Linked DNA regions of Zea mays: region 2 is linked to region 1. Evidence: chromatin contacts called from public Hi-C data. All regions are on one chromosome and are shown on one strand. Each heading gives the region's core, a stretch centred on a gene start, on an enhancer-like site or on the middle of the called end of the contact. The rest is flanking DNA. Distances are from core to core; before and after follow the strand shown.

Evidence for each region. Hi-C and Micro-C count contacts between places; a contact is called where the count stands out from the background.
Region 2: a Hi-C map of tassel shows a contact between it and region 1, with 3 times the contacts expected there. The contact joins two enhancer-like sites. A contact is called at or near these places in 2 of 25 Hi-C or Micro-C datasets (ear and tassel).

Annotation. Positions count from the first base shown.
Region 1 is chr2:73,702,545-73,705,916 of Zm-B73-REFERENCE-NAM-5.0, forward strand. No RefSeq gene overlaps it. Among protein-coding and RNA genes, the nearest start is that of LOC103646579, 73 kb to the left of the region's middle. Within about 2 kb of position 1,822, at least 9 of the 20 cell types and tissues checked have an H3K27ac peak or open chromatin away from gene starts, as enhancers often do. A contact at or near this core is called in ear and tassel, where this site is marked.
Region 2 is chr2:73,860,348-73,863,719 of Zm-B73-REFERENCE-NAM-5.0, forward strand. It overlaps the pseudogene LOC111590957. Among protein-coding and RNA genes, the nearest start is that of LOC103648727, 6.6 kb to the right of the region's middle. Within about 2 kb of position 1,569, at least 15 of the 20 cell types and tissues checked have an H3K27ac peak or open chromatin away from gene starts, as enhancers often do. A contact at or near this core is called in ear and tassel, where this site is marked.

The sequences.
Region 1 (3,372 bases), core at 572-3,071:
TCCGAAACACCTTTGTGCTATCTTGCATTAAGAAGTCGAAGGTATGATTATAAACTTGTGTTGTATGAGAAGATAAATTAAATGCTAAGGCACATGAGATGAGTTCTCGTATCTTACTTCATCATACTTGTGTGCATTCCATTCGATTACACTCAACCTTCATTCTTGAGTAGTTATCCCGAAGAGATAACACTTCAAGGACAAAGGTCTCTACTTTTTAACATTGTGTTGCCTTGTTTTTTATTCCATACAACAATTGAAAACAAGTGACCAACAATGCTACTAAAATGTCTCCATTTTAGCTTGTGTATGGACATTAAGCAGTTTTGCCTGTGGAGATAAGCCTAAACGTTAGATTTGCTAGGTAGAATGATGTAACTATTGGTGACTATCATGATCTAATGATGGACAACATTGATGAGGTGACCGAAAAGGAGATGATGGCTCTAGGGAAGATCGAAAGGGACAAGGTCATAGTCTCCAAAGCTTATAACAAAAAGGTGAAGGCTAAGCCATTGAGGACCAAGGACCGAAAGTTTAGCAAGTGGTTCCCAAGCTAGGAAGTGCCTTATAGAATCACACTGATAATATCTGGTAATGCATACATGCTAGAGACTTTGCAAGGTGATGAGCTACCTAAAGCATTGAATGGTTGTTTCCTAAAGCGTTATCATCCAAGTGTATGGCAAAACGCTTAAAGAACTAATGTTTACTCATCAGGTTGCTAATGCCTTGTTCCAAGTACTTTTGGTTCGCTCAGCTTTTCCAAAACACAGGGGGCATGTGTTGAGCACCATATGTGCGACCTGGAAAGGCCGGACGGTCTGGCTCTGTGGCTGAACGGTCCGCCCTTATGCGCGGATGATCCACGATTAGATCTAATCAGAAGTGATTAACCCATTTTCCGTGCATATTTATACATCTAAACTCTCAGATTCTGTTGGGTAACGCCTAGGAACGGGTCTAGACCTCCCCTATATATATGAAGGGGTACGATCAATTGCGGGCACCAATAATCGAACCAATCAACACGTTTATTAATTCCTTTACGTTTTGCCCTAAGAGTAGCAGTGACGTAGCCATCCAATTTTCATCTCACCTCTCTTCGACTCTACGTCGTCTAGGTGTGTATTGGGTGGCCTGTCGACCCCAACACAAAGCCTAGGATCTTACCCCAACTGACGGGGTCCCTCCCGGGGGACGAGATCCAGGTACTGTTGGCAAACGTCATCGTCCCTGCGCACGCGCGGACCATATGGCCACCAGGCGCGGACCATCCGGCTCGACGCACGGAAAACCCGCTCCTGCCACTAGGACGCGGACCGTCCGTCCCTAGATCGCGGATCGTCCGCGCCACCTTAGAGAGCACTGCCGCCGGTGCACCTCTTTAGTGATTGACACACGGATCCACGTCAACACCCGGTCTATCGGCATGAACTCAACTCACTTGGCCTTCTCTGTTATTGGTCGTCTCAACACTTAACACCTGCACCCTTCACAAGCCAAGAAATATGTTGTAAAATACCAATACTCACGTCATGGTTAGCCTCATTACCAAACCAAAGCTGGTCGTTTCATTGATAATCATCGTAACACATATAGGCGCATTTTAACTATGTGTTCGCAGAGTATTTTCCTGGTGTCTTTAGAATGGCAAAGAAACAAAGAGCAAAATTTAGAGAAACATCTCCAACTAATAATAGGTATCTATGTATCTGACTTACCTCTCAACTCGACCGGCCGGTCGTCGTCATCGCTGCGTCATCACCTGGGAACAATGCCCCCGGCCCCACAGGCATGCATTACGTACGTACCACAAAAGGAGCTCCAGACAAAAGTTACCCTCACGGCCTCACTTCTCATTGCGCCCCTGCTGCGGCTGCCTCCCCATGCATGAATGCAAGTCAATTGCCTTTCATCAGAAGGTACCACACCGCGTCAACAAGAACATCATGATGCTACACTGCAAAGATCACATCCCGGCCCTGTTGCACATTCAATTCATTCGCTCTTTTTTGCCTTTTGAAAAAAAAAAACCACCCCCGTCTTTGTCCCTGCAAAGATTGGACGAATCATGCCTCCTCCCCAGCATATTTGCACAGCATTATTGACCCTATCATTGACGCAAAAGCGAGCTTCCTTGCCGGGGTAAATTAGAATTTAGAGCTAGGTAACTACATTTAGGACGACGACGACGACACGTACTGGACATTGATTCCTGAAATAAAGGACATGATAGATGGATGCTCGCGCAAAGTCAAGCTGAGCTCATATATATGTGGCGTTTCAACAACTTTAATTTGTGCAAAATCTAATCATGCTACTAAGCTAGCTAGTTACTCAAACAAAAGCATTGTAAGTACGTGCTGCAGCTACACACGTGTACGTGTACTATACATGCATGTCCTCCGCTCATGATACCCACGGTCCATGTTGGGTTGTGCGAAGGCAGTGCAAACGTGGATAGTTTCTCAGGCCCCGTTTGCATCTTTGAAATTTAATTACATTAATAATTATAATTTGCACAACAATCAGTTACGCTAATATAGTTATATGTGAAAAATATCAATTTGAGCTAATATAATTGTATATAGAACGTTAGTAGGAAAGAGCTATAAACCTGCGGTGGGGTCTAATTTGTACATGCGGTTTTGATTATCACGCGCCAATGATAATAAACTAGTGGGCACGATTAAAGAACCGTTAGTGAAAACATATTTGTATACTATTGTTAGTTATATAGAAATGATACTTATGTCCGCACTTCTGCTGCATCTGAGCGAATCAAAGGGCGTGCTATAAGTTGGACAGTAAAAAAATAGCATTAGAACCTATGGAATCATCAATATTCTAATCTTTTATCCCATGAATTTAAGATAGGCCTAACTTTAGAAATTATGAAATATCAACTTCTATGCTAAATAGACTACTCCATCAAGTAGATTCTATAGTTCCTTCAAAATGAAGGGATCCAAAAGATATCACCTTAACTCCTCGCCCGGTCCTTTCAGCATGTAAATCATGAAATTCTATGTGTTATGCAGCTGCAGACATCATGAAAAATATTACATCTGATCTGGTTTCAGCTTTAGCCTTTGCATTGCAAGGAAATTTAGAATCGCTTATGGGAACATGTGGTTGATATATGTCTATGGTGTTTAAGTGTGATGAGTGATTGTCAATGAGATAATCGACTTTAGTTCATTTTATTGACTACCCATTGTGTGAGTGTGTGGTGCAAGATATCTCTTGGTTAGTCGTGTGGAAGTGTGGAGCTTGGTCAAGGTCAAGCAGATCTATGCCGATAGACTAAGAGCGGGGAAGGACAGATATCAAGGCTTCAACCGATGGATTGAAAAAGACAAAGAAATG
Region 2 (3,372 bases), core at 319-2,818, 160 kb after region 1:
TTATTCCATAGTACAGCAGTAGTGGCAGATGTCTACACTCACAGGAAGACGAATCAAAGTATTTCTTTTCCAGAAAGATAATAATGCATTGCAGGCTTGGTAAACAAAATCCCCTACCAATGTTGCTAATATAATGCTGTTTGGGAGGGTGGGCTCACAGGTGAGGTGCTGCATGTGCGATGCGAGCTTTGTACCAAACGATATGCCGGCCCAGGGTGGGGGGGCATACATGCATGTGCTGTGCAGGCCACCTCTGGTACATATAGCTAGGTCTGTTTCAAGCTCAGAAAGGCAGGCAAGTGAACAACATGGCCGGAGCCAACCAACCAAACCCCAAGAAGAGAGACGCGTGGTGAGTGCTGGACCAATCACCTAAAAATAACACTTGCAGGGATTAGGAACAGCACGTTATTAACTTGCAAGGACGAAGGCGAAAGAATGGACGCCAACCAAACCCTGAATCGTCAAGTGAGTGTGACTCGACACTACTGGTACTAGGTCGACGAGCGAGGTGATTGATCAACAACTACCGGTGGCAAAAGTTAACTTGCACGCACTGTGAAGTGATAGGAGCCTTACCTGAGACAGTGTGACTTGCTAGCACAGCGGAATCCACATCGATGGCCTTTTTTTTTGCTAGATATATAAAAGCGACGACTCAGCGGCTAAACTGGTGGTCCTGGAAACAAATTGAACGCAAAATTAATAAGGAATATTAGATTATATATGTATATGTAAAGACCGACTGCCTATTCAGGGAGGGGTTGGGGATCGGAAGGCAAGAATTGGTGGCGCCATCAAACATGTCTTGCGTTGCGTCTGTCTGTCTGTCGCGCGCGCCACCCTGTAGATTCAGAGAAAGGATAAGGATGGGCATATCAGAGCTGATTCAAGAACGAAAGCACAACAGGCGCTGGTCCACACTATTGACAGGCACGTATCAGCAGCAACGCCCCCAGTACCAGCAGCGAATTGCTCACATTACGAAAAAGAAAAGTACTGGATCTTGAAATTAACTGAATATACACAAGAAAATACTAGTGCCGTAAATTATTGTAACAGTAGATGAGCGTGAGTAGACTGATCACGCCATACATATATTCTCATAATATAAACCTGTTCAGAGATATAGTTTGTATTCGCTACAAACCTAGTTAAACTTTAAAATAGTTGATTGTTTAAAATTTTAGCTGTGGGTTCATTTTTAAATGTAGGGGGTATTTTTTTTTCTTTCAAAAAATGAATCAAGTAAGAGAGAGCTGTCTATTACATTATTAGCAATAAAGAACAAAACCCACAGTAACCTCTAAGTAGAGCAACAACTCCGACATACTTGCAACATTATTAGTAATAAAAGTTAGCATTCGCCTGGGTGGTAGTGTGAAATGTCCTCTCCAGCGGTGCAGCCCAGCCTCTGTAAAGGCTTGGAAGATGTTGGCGCCTTGGCCGGGTTGTCCCGCCTCCGTGGATTCAACCTCCCATTCCCCACAAACGAACCGAGCAGAACCCGGCGAGGTGACCGAGTTATACCGCGGCAGGCGGCGCCTCGATGAGGTTCCACAGAGAAGTATAATATGGGTTTGGCTTTGGCTTTGGCCCACGGCCACGGAGAAACGCAGAGGGGAAAACCCACTGGGCTTATTATCGCGGGCTAAAGCAAAAAACAAAATGATGTCTAGAGTCGATAGGAAAAGGTCCATTTCATATCATTCAATCTCTATCTCTACTCTTATAAAACACAAGTTCTTTTTTAGTTTCCACCATTGTCTCTTTAATAAAAAATCGTTATACTTTTTTCTAATTTAACATGTGGTCTACACATGTGCATCGTGCGTCACGCCCGAAGCGCGTATGTCCGTTTCTATCCCCTGCTTCTCGCCTACCAGTGGGTCGTTATCTATAAGCCGTGAGCTCAACAGGACAGAAAGCCACACATAGCGCAACACTCCCATATAGTAACATCTTGTTATCAGAAAGAGAAGGAGCGAGCTATAAAAAAGAAGTCAGGCTCCTTTTTAACTTATACCTTTGCTCGGTCTTTTGTCTAAGATAAAGTGTAATATTTGTTCTTATCAGTTTAATATCTGATATATGGATCATATGTTCACTTTGATATTAAATTTATTTTTATGGGTATCTTTTTGTGGGGATGGTTCATCACACTGGTTTACTGGGCTTGTCACAGCGCACGTGCATTGTACTGGTTATTCAATAAATTTTACTTATCTTTCTTAATTGAAAAGGTATTTTTAGACTTCTCTGCTATTAAAAAAAATCTCGTCTATATTCTCAAGTCCCGACAAAGAAGAACCATTATAATAGGTTTGGTGAGCCAAATCTAAATCTCCCCATTCTAATGGAGGTGAAATATGAAGGATTTATGTTGTCATGTAACCCTCTTAGCGACACAACCACATCAAAACCCTAGTATGGTGTTAAATTGGCATGGGTCAGATCCACATCGCCTTTGGTGTTGTGTTGTTTTGAACCGGGCATAATGTCAAGTGAGTAAGGACCGTGTCTCTACTTTCTTAGTGGTGCACTATGTCAGCGTTCTGGTGTACTGAAAAATATGCAAGGGTCTTCACATCATCGGCAAGTGCAAAGGGTAAGGAAGCTAGTAAAGTTCGTTTAGATATTCGAAATATAGGTTGCTTACAAGTATGTGAAGGAAGTTAGTTGAGACACCAACTAGGAGGTGTATAAATATATTATATGTTCAAGGGACTAAATAGAAGAGCCAAAAGGTGAAGGAGGTGGACAATACTAGCTTCAAATTTTGGAATACAGGGATAGCCACAAATATAAATGGAGTAGGAGTTAAGAACGGTGTGGTGGATGTGAGAAGGCAAATAGATATAGTTATTTTAGTCAAGCTTGTTGTGGGTGATTTGGTCCTGAATATAATTAGCACATATGTCCCCCCAAATAGACCATGACGAAAGTGCTAGGCGAGACTTTAGTTGACATGGTTAGAGCTATACATATTAGTGAGAAGCACTTCATAGTGGTCACAATGGGCATGTAGGTACAATAAGTGCAGATTTCGAGGCGTTTTATGAAGGTTTTGGATATAGTAGTTGGAATTAGAAGAGAGAGGAAACCATAGACTTTGCAGTAGCTTTTAACATGTTGATATCCAACTCTTCCTTTGGGAAGAGAGAATCCCATTTAGTGACCTATAGTAATATCCAAAACTCTAGTCAGATTGATTTTTTTCTCTCACAAGGAAAGGGGATAAACCAGCATGTTTGGATTGGAATGTGATATCTAGGGAGTGTGTTGTCTTCTCAACATAAACTTGCGGTGACGGACTTTCATTTTAAGGTATGCAAGCCCATAGGGATAAACAAGCCAAGATTGTGAGAATAA